Linked DNA regions of Sus scrofa: regions 1, 2, 3 and 5 are each linked to region 4. The links are chromatin contacts, called in public Hi-C and promoter capture Hi-C maps. All regions are on one chromosome and are shown on one strand. The core of a region is the stretch at or near the end of the contact, and the rest is flanking DNA. Distances in the headings are between cores, read along the strand shown. Region 1 holds the start of COPS2 (COP9 signalosome subunit 2). Region 2 overlaps ATP8B4 (probable phospholipid-transporting ATPase IM). Region 3 holds the start of SECISBP2L (SECIS binding protein 2 like). Region 4 holds the start of DTWD1 (DTW domain-containing protein 1). Region 5 overlaps ATP8B4 (probable phospholipid-transporting ATPase IM).

Region 1 (2,700 bases), core at 139-2,638, 400 kb after region 4:
GGTAAATTAAATGATTACTAAAAAGTCCATCCTGCAATTCCTCTTCTTGGACTTTTTCTTAAGAAAGAACAATGACAAAAATAATAACTCCAGAATTTAAAACAGTGTTATTGTTACAATATTCAAAATGTGTAGCAATAATAGCATGTTTAAGTAAGTTATGGTGCATTGGTACATTCAATGAAGGGACTATTATTCCACAATTTAAAAAGTCATCGTTGGAGTTCCTGCTGTAGGCAGTGAGTTAAGAATCTCACTTAAGTGGCTCTGATTGTTGCAGAGGTGTGATTTGGGTCCCCAACCTGGCACGGTGAGTTAAAAGGATCCAGCTTTACTGCAGCTGTGGAGTTGGTCTCAGCTGAGGCTGAGATTCAATCCCTAGCCCAGGCACTTCCATATGCTGAGGGTGCGGCCATAAAATTAAAAAAAGAAAAAAGAAGGGAGGGAGGGAAGGAGGGAAAAAAATAAAATAATCATTGTCAACAATATATTGCATACATTTTGCTATGCGGTTACATAACTAGGTGCAAAAAGAATCCGAAATTTTATCTGTGCTATATAAAATTTATGGATTCAAGTGAACAGAACTGGAAGTTTGTAAGTAAAGCGTTATTTGAAAAGCAGTTTTTTCCCTTATTTCATTTCTTTATTTCGAATTCTACTAACGATGGTGTGTAACAATAATGCATTTTTTTAAAAAGTCCTTAGCTTTTACCTTAATTCGGTCCCACAGGCAGTAAAGGTCAGTTCATAATTTGCTGAACAACTGAATAAGACCTAAGGTACCTCAACTGATTAATGCTTAACTAATTTGAGATAGCCACAGAACCGTTTTGTCGACTACAGATATAACAAACATTACGTGTAAACCATGTTGCTGAAAGGTCTCCCAACATCCCAGGACCAAAATGTGTGAGTTAAATGCACGACGACAAACATGGCAAAAAAAAAAAAATACTACCTGTCACATGGGATGGGCATGTCGGGATTTTTCTCCGTGAAAGGTTTTTGATCCCAAGCTGCCTCTTACTTTCACCAAAAAGAAATGGTTCCAGAGTCCCAGGCAAGGAAGGAGACTGTTCCCTTGCCCAGGAGGCTGAAAACCGCTCCTTGTGAGCAGAAGGCTTCCTAAGTCCTCCAGTACTCTTCGATTCCCTAGTTGCTAGGTTTACTTGCTAAGGCACCAACCGTCTCGCAGGAAGAGGGGGACGGTGCACTAGCTTTTGGCGTCGTAGCGAATCCTCTCTAAACGGAGCTAATTTGTTCCGGGAGGAAACATTCAGCTCCTCTAAGAGCGACGGGAAGGAAAGGAGAGGCTGGGAGTGACGCCACTGAACCGCGGAGGATTGTGGGAGGAGGTTGTCGCCAATTTCCCCTCCCCCTCCCCCCTCCCAGCCAAGATGTCTGACATGGAGGATGATTTCATGTGCGATGATGAGGAGGACTACGACTTGGTGAGGCGCAGGGGACAGAACTCTGGGGTTGGAAGTGGTTTCTTGCTTTAGAGGCCGAGGCAGGGGCGACCGCCGCTTCTCCCCGTAGAACATGTGCTCCTTCCAGCCTCTCCCGGAGCAGTGACAGGACGAGTTTACCTCCTCCCACTTCGCGCACCGGGCCGGGGCCCTGCTTCTCCCGCATGGGGGAGGGGAAGGTAAAGGAGGCAGTGAAGAGGGTCCCGAGCGTTGTGTTCCCAAGTCCGAGCGCCAACTCGGTTTACATGGGCACTCCTGACCTCCGGCGTCCGGTTATCGGTGTCTCCTCCTTCCTGCCTCCCGCGCAAGCCGCCTTGGGGACCATGCAGCGGTTTAGGCCCCGGCTCTGCCCTTTTGGGCTCAGCATTCTCGGCCCCTCTAATTCACACTTGAAGTGAGCGAATGCGAAATGCTAGGGGAAGGGTCCGAAAACTAGGGGCCTTACTACTCCCAGGCCTGACAGCCAAACACCACTCTGAGCCTCCTGTAAACAGAGCTTAGGTTAGTCTTGTCCAGGGTGCGTTTTGGTTTAAGGTGAAGGTGCAGTGGAGAATTGAGAGCAAGGCTAGCTTAAAAATAATAGTTTAGCTACTTGTTTTGTTTTAAGAAAACAGTTGGGCAGGAGGTTTTGCTTTTTGTTTGAGGCTTTTGGGGGCAGGGAGGGGAAGGGGTATAAGGGGGTTGACCCAATGGCTTTTTTCTTTATTTAGAAATTTCCCAATATTCAAAGTTAAAAGTATCAACAGTGGAGAAATAAACGAATTTATGTTGCTGAATGGTTGTTTTTAAAGATTCAAGGTTTAATTTATGAACGGATTTACGGGGTGATTTTTTTTAATTCACTATGGGGTATTTCAAGTTGATAATCAAAAATATTATCTGTGTGGGAACTAAGAAAAATGATCTCGACCAAGAATTAGCATCACCTTGGCTTTGCTTTTTATTTGGGGGACGTTTTTCTGCATGATTCTTGTATATTATGGTGATGCCTGCATTATCAAAAAATTATGAAATAGATACTTAGGGAAGTCTGGCCCATAAGGCCAGAGTCTCAAGATGTTAATATATCGTTTTGAAGTAGTGTAAATCTTTTTATAGGCATTTGCAATACTTTCCCTTTAAGAAGAAAACACATTTGGAAGGGGGAGAGGAAGGAGATGCTTGCTATTACCTAAAATTTGTAGTAGAGGTTTTGGTAATTCTTAAAGTTAAACGTAGAGTTATGCTG
Region 2 (2,700 bases), core at 88-2,587, 410 kb before region 4:
CACTGTGCTTTAATTTAGGGAGGCTCTTTTCACCAGATGAAGAATGTCCTAAGAGGGTGAGTGAGTTTACTGATCAGAAGGGAGGCTAGAGACTGACTCCTTGTTTCTGACTCATTTACCAGGAAACACATACCATTTGGGAGAACACATGACTCCATGCAACATAGCTTTTGTGGGCAACTCTTAAAACTTCTCTGAGCCTCGATTTTCTCATCTGTAAAATGATGCTGAAGTGGTAACAGCTCGCTGGAATTTTTTGAAGATTACATGAGATTATGCATGTTCAGTGCTCAGTCCAGTGCTTGGCATATGTCAGGAGACAACCCCTGTTAGCTAGTGTCATTTTATGATACAAGAGACACCATTACACACAAACTAAATTTTCCTTTCTGTGTCTAAGCCTTGGTGACACATGAGTCGTACTCATTTCCTTTGACCATAACAGTGTTGCGTCTTCAACTTGGCCCTCTTAAAACTTTCTAAGTATGCTCCCTACTTGTGAAAAGAGAATCTTTACAATATTTACTTCCCATATTTACTTTGTATATCTGTAATTATAATGTTTATGTGTGTATGTATTCATAGAAATGTACATTTGTATGTGTGTGAATACATATGTGCATTAAATATTAGTAACTTTACATTTTGAAATCTTTGTTAAAATATGTATGGAAATTCTTAATTTATTTTTCTGATAGCTTGAAGGACTGTTTTGGACATCCCCTGGGGGACAGGTGTTTAGTGGTCTCATAGGTAGGGTCATCTTGAAGGTACATGAAGCAGGCATCTTCTTGTCAGGCAAGGTGTTCCTACTCTATTGCTCACTGTTTTCTTCATAGCACTGATCACTTACTTAAATTGTGTCATCAGTGTACAAGTTTATCATCTGCTTATTCCTGCCTCTCTTCCTACAACTAAAGTGCAGGGTCAGGTCTTTGCTTATTCACCTCTATAGTTCTGGCTCAATGACGCATTGCATGACACATAGAAGACCCTTAGATGAATGAATAGGTGAACATTGGGGGAAATGTGCCCTCTGCTCTCTCCCCTGCCACAAATGTTTTTGCTTATGGTGGGGAGCCCAGGCACAGGAGAATGTTATGATGATGATGGTGGTATTGGTGATAATGAATGTAACCAGTGTTTATTGATGACTCTCTGTAAAGCCCCTTCTGTGGGTTGAGTGTTATCACTTCTCGATTCCTCCCAACTGTGAATGCTGTGGATTCCTCACTGAGCAACCTTGACTCATACTGAGGAGCTGTGGTTCTGCCTGGTACCAGTGAGGCGCCAGATGTCCAATCTCCAGGCCAGCTTGTCCCATACATGCATTTTTTTGGGATCTTTGCATAAACATGGGCGTGTCACATATTTCCTGCATGGTGCAAATGCCTTTAGACCACTTCCTTTTTAATGCAAGTAGTCTGTGGACAGTCTCTTTTTTGGTTTTCATTTTATGGTTTAGAGATAATCTCTTCCCTAAAAGTCAGGGCTATTTTTCTCTTTAGAATCCAACTTGTACTATAATAGTACTCTATCTGCTGCCTCTCTGGTAAGAAAAATAGCCTCTCCCACCCAAGATCCTGACAGTTACTTTTTATAGCTGTTACAACATAAAAATATTTCATCAAATGTGGGGAGATCTTTTGCTAGTGCTGAAACTTTGGTAATCATTGCGAAAGCTCCTGGGGTTTGGCCTGTGGGATTCATAGACGCAGGCAGTGTCCCCAGACAACCGCCAACTGCATTTAGGCTCAGCCGTCCATGACTCACTCTTTAAGGCAAATATAGAAATAAAAGTAAACTATTATATAAAAACACAAACTAATCTTGTGTATATTATTAACCCTCTTACTTGAGATTTGATTTGTTGGGTATAAAAGAAAAATCAACTCAAACTGACTTAGACAATACTATAAATGGACAGATCATATAACTAAAAAGCCAGAGGTATGACTAGCCTCAGGAGAAGCTTGGACTAGTTTATTTCTCTGCATTTCTTGGCCCTGCATCTTCAGTGTAAGAATTATTCTTGGCAGCTTCATCCACTCTTGGTTCTGAGATGCTGTCGGTGACCCTTAGGACTACTTGCTTCCTAGGTTGGAATCCAGTAAGAGGGAGAAAACTTATGTCTCCAGCAAATTCCCAGAACTGATAAAATGACTATTATTAAGACCTTAATCATGTGACATGTGTCATGTGCTAATCCCTGAATTCAAAGTATATTTAGGAGGATGGGCCATATAGTTGGTTTAAGCTCATCTGGGCCTGACCCTGGAGTTATGGATGGGAGTTGAGTTTACAGATCACAGGACTAAGAAATTTGGAGCATTGTCAGCTGAGGGGAAGGGGAAAATAGTCAAATATCTGTTACATCTGGCATTGAAATAGGACTTGTTTGAGAGCATTGAGGTTGCTTGGTATTTATTTTTTGTAGCTTATGTGTCTTGTACTCTTCAAATATTAGGGTTTGTTTACATTTCTGGTTGTGGTGGCCATTGGTGATATCCATTACTGTTTCTGGCTTTCTGCCTTTTGGACACATGTTACTCTTTTTGGTCAATGAGTTGTGAGAGTGTGGGTTGAAGCATTAAGTTGTAGGTGTGAGACTCTTCAGAGCTTTCTCTTTCCCTCTAGTATTGCAGCTGGAAGCATCTGAGATAGTGGCAGTTCCCTTGTGAGTAACTATGATGAGCAGAG
Region 3 (2,700 bases), core at 201-2,700, 490 kb after region 4:
AGCTTACTTTCTCTGAGCAAACCTAAATTCATTCAGCATTCAGTGATAGACACTAGGGACCTAACATTACATGAATTGCTCATGTATATAACATTCATACATATATGTGCAATTTAAACACATAAACCTCTATATGTACCCACATGCATATACACTTAGAAGAGGTACTAAAATTAAATAAATGGAAAATCTCTACACACAAATATAAATGTTTCTCCTTAGAAATGTTTTCTGCTGCCGGCCTTGATATAAGTCTTAGTGATCCAAGTTAGCTCCTTTCACCAGGTCAAAATATAGTATCAACTACAGTTAGATGCTCCACAGACCACCTCTTCTTGGAGTCCTATTCAAATAAAACCAGACTAACAAGCCAGACTAACTGAAAAGGCAATGCAAGTCTTTACTGATGTCTCCTGAAGCATAACAATGCAAACTTCTTAAAATTGTCTTCCAGTTGTAAGTCTCCACTCCAGGCCATCAAATAGTAGCCTCTACTCTCTTTCTTCACTTAGTGTAATTTTGCTTATATAACTTTTTATTTTTCTTCCTTACTCTGGAAATGACCAGCAAGTAAGAACTCTTAGGGAGAAAAGTATGTGTAGAGGGTGCCTCTGAGGAGATGCCCAGAGGCAATCTGCCCTCTTACCAAGTGTCCAATTTCATGGCAGTCTCTTTCTTCAAGGAACTATTGAACTAGAGATAAAATCAACAGTCAAGTACAACGAAAAAAGTAACATACCAGAGTTGGTGTGTTACCTGTGGGTGGTGGGATACAGGCTTGGTAAAATTAGGGATAGAGATAGAGAAGATCTGCCTAAAGGTGGACCTGGACCTTGGACTATGAATTATTTATTCAGTATTTATGTAGCCTCTTGACTTGGTTTCTCACTGGTGGTCAATCTGTGGTATTTTCTTCTACAGTCAAGACTCCCTGTAACTGGATAACATAAGGAAGGATCATATGTACAGTGGGCATCTAAAAATTCTTCCAAAATCACTAAGAGGCAATTTGAGATAAGGATGGTCCCTGAAGACTGGAACCTGAGTGTCCTGGGTCCCAAGTGGCCCCACATTCCTCTAGTTTAATAATCCACTATTCAATATTCTTTGATAGCCTATATGGGAAAAGAATCTGAGAAAGAATGGATATGTGGGTATATACAAATGAATCACTTTGTTGGACAGCAGAAATTATCACACTATAAATCAAATATATGTCAATAAAACTATAAAATGAAAAAAATTGAATATATTAAAGAAAAAAAACCCAAACGGTACGGAGGGGCAGTTGAGGGGAAATTTAGTCCAGGCAAAGCACAGAGCTGTTGGGAACACCTGCTGCTGGGAATATCCAGCCTCCAGATTGGCCAGCTCGTGTTAGGTTAGCGCCTGCTCAGGCCGCGTGCGGTCACTCCGCCCACTGCCCCCTTCGGCCCCACCCCCTCCTTCCATTTTGCGTACCTCCATTTCCGACTACGCCTCTCGCCCATTTGGACCCTCCTCGGCTTCCGTTCCAGATGATCCCTCCCAGAGGTTGAGGCTGCCTCCTCCTTCTTCTGGAGCTAGAGCCACCTCCCCGGCCAGTGGCGTAGCCGGACTCTGCGTCGGGGCCAGCTAGATAGGGGCGGAGGTCCGGAGCCCGGTCTGGACTCGAGCGGAGGGCCATGGAGAAAGCGGCCCCAGGCGCTTTCCACACCGACTAACGTGGGCCCGTTCCGGCTGTAGGCGCCATGGACCGAGCCCCCGCAGACCAGGTAGGCAGGCTTGGGCCGCCCGGGCCGGGCCGGGGTCTGGGGGTTGTTGCTAACTCCGGGGCGGGCCCTGGGCTCCGAGCGCGGCCCAGGACGACAGGAGCCCTCGGGTTACTGCTGGTGCAGACCTCCTTACCCCGGATCCTGTCGGCGCCCTCCTCTCTTGCATTGTTCCAGAGGCTCTCTCAAGCTTGGGGGCTTTTTCATTTCAGATACCCCCTGCCCCCCGGGCTGGGGACTCGCTCTTGCCCCTCCTCTTTGGCCTGGTAAAAGGGGCCAGAAGACTTCCAAGTAGTCCGTGGTCTCCGAAGAGGAGGGTTTGTAACTTCCAACGAAATACACCCCCCCCTCCCCCGCCAAACTCCATTCCCTTCAGTTCTGGAATGTATTTTCAAGGTGGAAAGGTTTTTGAAGGCTTCTCAGGAAAACTGTCAGAGAATGTGTGATAACTACAGATGAAGGGGGGTTACAGGCTTTTTAAGATTTATGTTCCCTTGAGCGAGGCATGGTTTTTGCAATGGTATTAGGGAGGTTTTTCCTTTTAGATATGAAATACTACGGTTTCTCTTTGCCCTTTAGCCAGGTATTTTGCAGAAGTTAGTTTTTTAAAAAACAGATTTTATATTTTAAAGGTGTAGGACCCCCAGCACGAATTCATTTCCGAGCCCGTTTTCATATTCCCGCATTAGTCCCATTAGTGTTTTTCATTACATCAAATTCCTGATTATCCAAACTAGCAGGTGCTGGAAGGCTGTGTCAAAAATAATCTAAAATAATTGTTTTCTGCCCCTCCAAAAGTTTCAGTATTTTCCACTCTTGAGACCTGTTTGAAACAATTTGATGAAGTCGAAGTTTACCTACTATCCATTCCCCTTTTCAGTGAAAGAAGGCCTTGTGACGAACTAGGCAAAAAAGATGAGGAAAAAAGGCTATTGATTTGCCTAATTAC
Region 4 (2,700 bases), core at 66-2,565:
CTTTTGTGTACTTATTACTGGTTCCATATATTTAACACGGAAAAACGTACTTTAATTTGGAATTACCTTTTCAGTGAAGCTATCCCTCCTAGCAGTCAACTCTCCAAGAGCATAATTCTTGACAGATCTTCCTTATCCCTGTGTCTTATGCAGCATGGAATTCAACAAATACTTGTTAACTAAATGAAAACCATTCTGAAAAAGAAGCATCCACTATGCATCTGCTACTGAAGTATCTGATAAATCTTTACAGGCCATATGCAGCCTAGCAGAAATGGCAGAATTGCAAAATTTTTTTTTGGTGGGGGTGTTAAATAATAAAGGAAAATTAACTCACTTCCCAGAGGAACATCATAGAAAACGCCCCTATCCTGTACTTCAGACCTATTCAAAACTAGGTAAAATCCACTTCATCCCCCCCCTCCCCCGCCAGAGTATTTTTAAGAACCAGGTCACACATGCACAGGTCCAATACCCATTTTTTTAAATCCAAGGTATCACCTTCTCAATACACACTAACAACTCCCCACCCACCATGTGGTAGACGGTCAGTCTTGTCTTAGTTTTTCATGGTACACTAGGGTTCCAACAGAAATAATTCTTAAATATTGTGGTTTTGAGCCAAGTGGCGACTTTATTATCCAACTTCGTGGAATTGGCAGCTTGCAGTGTTAACATTCTTCCTGACTTGTACTACCTTCCCAAGAAATAATTCAAACATAAGGAGCAGATTTTTTGCTTATTATGTAATCAAAATTTTAGTATTTTAAATACACTGCATGGCACGCTGTCTACCAAGTTTCTTCGTGATAATCAATGCCCCGCAAACCACTCCAACACTAAAAAATAAAGAATAGACTTCCAAAAGGACTAACTTTTCCTGGACAGACTTTTCTTGGGGTGGAAAGCACTGAAAATAATTGTTAGGTGAAAAAAAAAATGTTTTTGGAGGAAAAATTCGTACGCCTTTTCCCCAAAGGGCCCTGAAGATCTTAAAAAACGCAAGCGCCCGAGCAGGGACCAGGGCCCCGCTCACAAGCGACGCTCCGCACGACCTCCGCTACGGCCCTGCCAAGGAGCGTCCACTCCGGCAGCTGCCCCGCTCCGGCCAAACCACCGGTCCCCAGAGGCGCGGGGCGGGCACGAGGGATCGCAGTGGGACTCAGACCTGCACAGCCCGCGGGTCGCCGCACAGCTCCACGCGTCTTCCGCTCAGCCCGAGCCGGAGGCGCGCACCCGGCCCCGGTAGCAACTGGGAGCGGCGGAGCGCTTTCCGGGCGACACCAGAGGGAGGAGCCCGACCGTTGCCAAGGCGGTTGCTAGGGCCGGGCTCAGCCAGCCCTGAGGGCGAAGGTAACGGGTGGGGAGGACCGCGGGGCGGGGTTAGACGGGAAGTCCCGCCTCAGCCTCTGCGCGAGTCTGTGGTGTTGCCCTTTTCCGGAGAGAGGAGTTGGAACAGCTGGCCTTGACAGGGTAAGGATGGGCCTTAAGACCCCTGCCAGCCCTCCGCTGAGCTCCCTTCTACGAACTGGCCGGGACCGCCAAAGTGCGATGCGGTTCTCGAAATGTACGGTCAAGGTGTAGTTGCAGTAAGTTGTGAAACATGCGGTTCCTACAGAACTTTCCCATTTCCAATATCCCAAATATTTTAATCGTGGGAACTTTGTTCTATTACTTTTTTTTAAATGACTGTCAGGAGAAATATTTTGTGCGCTGAGTAGTAATGAAAGCTATTAGAGAAATTATATATCTTGATGATTTTGTTTGCTAAACTACACACTCATGTAGAGTTGCACTACTTTGTTCACTTTTCCCGTTTGAAATTAAGCATAATATGTGGATAGATTATTAAGCCATCTTCCCTTGCCCCAACCTAAAGAAAATCCAAACAGAATGAATGCGTGTTAACAATCGTGAGATGTGGAAAAAGTGGCCAGGTATTGAGCAATGTATTGAATACTGTGAATTTAGCAACTGAGAGAGAAAAAGACAGAACCTTGACTTAGAGGACCTTAAAGATATCGTTACACAGTACAGAAGACACAGTATGACTAGTAAATTACACGAATTTCAGAAGAGCTCAGAGTGGAGTAGTCAGTGAAGGCTTATTGACTGGACTTGTGTAAAGCCTTGAAGAATAATTGTGGCTTAGGGCTGTGTTGTTCAGAGTTATTCAGTGTGGGTACCACTGGTGGGGAAGTCCCATTTCTGAGCAAGGAAATCTATTTAGTCACAACTACACTTTTTAAAAATTGAGATGGTCTACTGTGGAAATATCCATGCATGGTACTTGGTAAAGTTAAGTATTACTTTATGGAGTTTTAAATTATATATATGCATGAATGTGTGCACTAGGTCATGTTTATAAAATGTATTTCTCATTGTGTGTTTCTCTTTTAGAAAATTTGAAAGTCACTGCTTTAGGGGGAAAGACTAATAGCAATAGCAAAGTCTCCAAGCCAAGAATAAGTAATTCACACCTTTATCTTTTTTAACTACTTTAATTCAAGTGCACGGATTAAAAAAGCAAATCATTCTGTTTATTAATCAGAGTATCAGGTTATAATAGCTATGTAATAAATTATTCAAAAATATGGCTTTAGTTCAGTAGAGCACAGCGGAACAAATTTTTTTCTGATAAAAGTCAGCTGGGAAAACTATGAATGCTAGCAGAGCTCCTGTGTGTAGCTTCCCCATGTG
Region 5 (2,700 bases), core at 32-2,531, 270 kb before region 4:
AAATGACTCCAGGGCCAGACAGATAATATTAGTTGTGTGGTCTGGGCTGTACAAGTCTTAGGGAGTGGTGGGGACTTTGGCGAAGGTGGACATCATGTTGTCTGTAAATTCACACAGATTGTTTTTAAGTGCTGTACAGGCCAAACAAAATACACCTTGTTCCTAATTCCCAATTCTAGTCATCCAGGCAAAACCTTTATTAAGTTTAGTTTCCATCACAAATTGTAAAATGTTAGAGCACCAAGTAATATTAGAGACCTTCCTAGTATGCACCGGTGCAGTTGCCCAAGTTTTCTTAATGTTATCAACCAGTATGATTGGCTGGTACCATTCCCCTAGATGCTAATAAAGATGCTGGTTCAGGTGTTGAGTATCTTATAGGTCACACAGGTATTAAGGGATAGAACTGGAGTTTGACATCAAAATTTCCTGTATTTTCTCCCTTTCTCCACTATAGGCAGGTTATTAATGTCCCTTAACTGCTGCTCTGGCACTGTATCTTTGTCCCAACCCAGAGGTCACCTGTGGCTAACTCTATGTGTCAGACTGTTTGATATAGAAGACAGAGAACTAGGAATTAGAAGACCTGGGTTCTAGCCTGGGTCTGTAACTGGCTAATCAAAGTGGCTAGAGATCAGATAACTCAACTGTGGGCATATGAGAGTCAGAGGGAGACCTTGGTCCTGAACCCAGATCTCCCTATTTCAAACTCAATGCTCCTATCAAAGTCAAAATTGCATTCTTCTAAACATGATGTCATGGTTTCAATCCATTTCCTAATGGATCCTTTTAATATTTGAATATAGAGTGCCTCAAGAAGACAGGCAAAAATAATTCTTTTTTGTACCATCCCTTTTTTTTTATAGATTGCATGTAAGCCAGCATGGGTTTAACTGCGCTTTGCTGTGCTCATAGTGGCATGGGGTTATGAGTGCCAAGGTTGCCTCAACCATTAATGCGCTTCTGCACGCCAACACTGTAAAGACTCCCCTTCATTACAGAGCTTGGAAAAAACAGGCACTCTTTTGTTTTAGCATTTGTTACTTGTATTCTGTGGTAAAGCAGTGTGTGTTACGCCTGCAAAAATGTATAGTTCATATTCCTCGAAGGAAGTTATATGTAGCTTTTTCCCTCCTAATAAATAGTTTTGCAAGAACCAGCTAGTGTTTGAAGAGCTAAGTTCCAGGGAAAAAAAGAAATGGCAGTTATAGAGCATGGGCAAAGGTCTGAAAACGCACGAGCCCACTCTGGTGAGGAGGGTTGGCCTGAACGGAGGGAGTGTGGTGGGAATATAAGCAGAGCTGGAAACACCGTCCCTTTTCTGCCTGGAAAAGGGTTCATATGAGATCTTAGGAAGACAGTTGAGGGGAAAAAAAAATCCTAAGTAAATAGAATTTCAGCCAATACTTTCATGAACTTCACCCTTCTTTGGAATGTTTTCATTCTCTGGGGGAAAACAGAGTTTGAGTCATTTCTTCAGTGAGCGAGAACTTTACTAAAAAGGAAACCTTAGGAGATGCGTGCCCTTTGGTGCTTCCTGAGGACCTCGTTTATGAGCTGTGCCACACTGTCAGAGAAATGTTCACTGTGGAAGAACTTGTCTCCCTTGCTTTCTTCATTATATGGGACTGTAAATTTTCATGACTATGAGGAGAGTTCCCTAACATGGATATCTGATGCAAAAGCCCCGTATCTCCCCCTTAAAGCAATGATTTTTCATGTCTACTCTCCCCACCTCCCCACCCTAACTCCCTAAATTTCACACATAGCACTCTGACTTTATAAATCTTTTTCTTTGATTCTGCAAACTGATGGCTAAACATATAATTATCCCTGGAGCCAACAGCATGTAACCTCTGGGTTCCTTGGGTTCCTAAATGCAGGCTGTGATTTTGGTCCTGAACAGCAGAAGGAGATGTTGAGCCAGAAGATAAGTGGTTTTTGTTTTTGTTGTTTAAACTTAGCTTGTAAACAATTAGTGTTACATTTTCAAATAATTAGAAAGCTGAGGGCTAACATGCTTGTTTTTGTACCATGAACATTCTCTTATTTCAGAAGAGCCACAGCAGAAAAACCATTGAAACAAATGTTTTTCTCCAGAGGATAAGCCTTTGGGAAGCAGCTTCATTTTGCTATAAGCCAGAATCCCCATTTTCTGGCCTGTCTCTGACTCCCATTCTCTCCTGGGCACTCGTTTTGTATATGCGAGTTGTGACCTAAAGTGTTGGAGGTTGGCTTTGGCCCTCATCTTTGGGAACACCGACTAGATTGTGGGGTTCCCTGGTTGTGATCAAAAGATGTGCAGTCATGTCAGCTTGCCCTACGTTACTTCAAAGCCTGTCATCCAGGGGGTTCTGAGAGGAAATTTTCCTTTCTGTAGAGGCGTCCTCTTTCCATTTTAAAGAGAAAAGGCCACTTTGAAGGGTGTTAAGTCACCATACAATCTTTCCCTTAAGCAGCAGAGTTGGATGAGGTGCTGGCAGCATTATACGGCTGCTGACTAGCTTTAGGGCACTGGAAGGGGGGCTCCATTTGGAACTTTCCTTTACTCTTTGGTGTCTGTAGTTTCTTTCCCAGAAGATTTATTCTATTGTTTGAGTTGATGAGTATAATTTTGACTTGAAATATTCCATTATATTGTAATGACTATGCCAATTCAGTAAATGTCACCATTTGTTTTTATTGCCAAATTTTTAAAAG

Evidence for each region. Promoter capture Hi-C pulls out the DNA fragments that hold promoters and counts their contacts. Hi-C and Micro-C count contacts between places; a contact is called where the count stands out from the background.
Region 1: a promoter capture Hi-C map of liver shows a contact between it and region 4, with 11 times the contacts expected there. The contact joins the promoter of COPS2 here to the promoter of DTWD1 in region 4. A contact is called at or near these places in 2 of 5 promoter capture datasets (fetal liver and liver), 2 of 47 Hi-C or Micro-C datasets (liver and skeletal muscle) and 1 of 2 datasets of contacts at active chromatin or transcription factors (skeletal muscle).
Region 2: a contact with region 4 is called in a Hi-C map of subcutaneous adipose tissue, with 2.7 times the contacts expected there. The contact joins the enhancer-like site here to the promoter of DTWD1 in region 4. A contact is called at or near these places in 2 of 47 Hi-C or Micro-C datasets (embryonic fibroblasts and subcutaneous adipose tissue) and 2 of 2 datasets of contacts at active chromatin or transcription factors (alveolar macrophages and skeletal muscle).
Region 3: a contact with region 4 is called in a promoter capture Hi-C map of liver, with 5 times the contacts expected there. The contact joins the promoter of SECISBP2L here to the promoter of DTWD1 in region 4. A contact is called at or near these places in 1 of 5 promoter capture datasets (liver) and 1 of 2 datasets of contacts at active chromatin or transcription factors (alveolar macrophages).
Region 5: a Hi-C map of embryonic fibroblasts shows a contact between it and region 4, with 2.2 times the contacts expected there. The contact joins the enhancer-like site here to the promoter of DTWD1 in region 4. A contact is called at or near these places in 5 of 47 Hi-C or Micro-C datasets (alveolar macrophages, embryonic fibroblasts, mesenteric adipose tissue and 2 more) and 1 of 2 datasets of contacts at active chromatin or transcription factors (skeletal muscle).

What each region holds. Positions count from the first base shown.
Region 1 is chr1:122,541,027-122,543,726 of Sscrofa11.1, forward strand. COPS2 (COP9 signalosome subunit 2) reads left to right here and starts at 1,389. Exons shown (of 13, transcript NM_001105301.1): 1 at 1,389-1,454. The coding sequence starts at 1,401. It overlaps GALK2 (N-acetylgalactosamine kinase), which reads right to left and starts at 1,261. Exons shown (of 11, transcript XM_003121519.6): 1 at 962-1,261.
Region 2 is chr1:121,723,939-121,726,638 of Sscrofa11.1, forward strand. The region is part of intron 3 of ATP8B4 (probable phospholipid-transporting ATPase IM); the gene reads left to right. Among named protein-coding and RNA genes, the nearest start is that of ATP8B4, 96 kb to the left of the region's middle. Within about 2 kb of position 1,338, at least 21 of the 83 cell types and tissues checked have an H3K27ac peak or open chromatin away from gene starts, as enhancers often do. A contact at or near this core is called in alveolar macrophages, embryonic fibroblasts and subcutaneous adipose tissue, where this site is marked.
Region 3 is chr1:122,632,178-122,634,877 of Sscrofa11.1, forward strand. It overlaps SECISBP2L (SECIS binding protein 2 like), which reads left to right and starts at 1,451. Exons shown (of 18, transcript NM_001206341.1): 1 at 1,451-1,754. The coding sequence starts at 1,731.
Region 4 is chr1:122,138,007-122,140,706 of Sscrofa11.1, forward strand. DTWD1 (DTW domain-containing protein 1) reads right to left here and starts at 1,316. Exons shown (of 5, transcript XM_021073763.1): 1 at 1,169-1,316; 2 at 67-144. FAM227B (protein FAM227B) reads left to right here and starts at 1,337. Exons shown (of 16, transcript XM_021073744.1): 1 at 1,337-1,473.
Region 5 is chr1:121,865,425-121,868,124 of Sscrofa11.1, forward strand. The region is part of intron 20 of ATP8B4 (probable phospholipid-transporting ATPase IM); the gene reads left to right. Among named protein-coding and RNA genes, the nearest start is that of ATP8B4, 240 kb to the left of the region's middle. Within about 2 kb of position 1,282, at least 13 of the 83 cell types and tissues checked have an H3K27ac peak or open chromatin away from gene starts, as enhancers often do. A contact at or near this core is called in embryonic fibroblasts, mesenteric adipose tissue, retroperitoneal adipose tissue and 1 more, where this site is marked.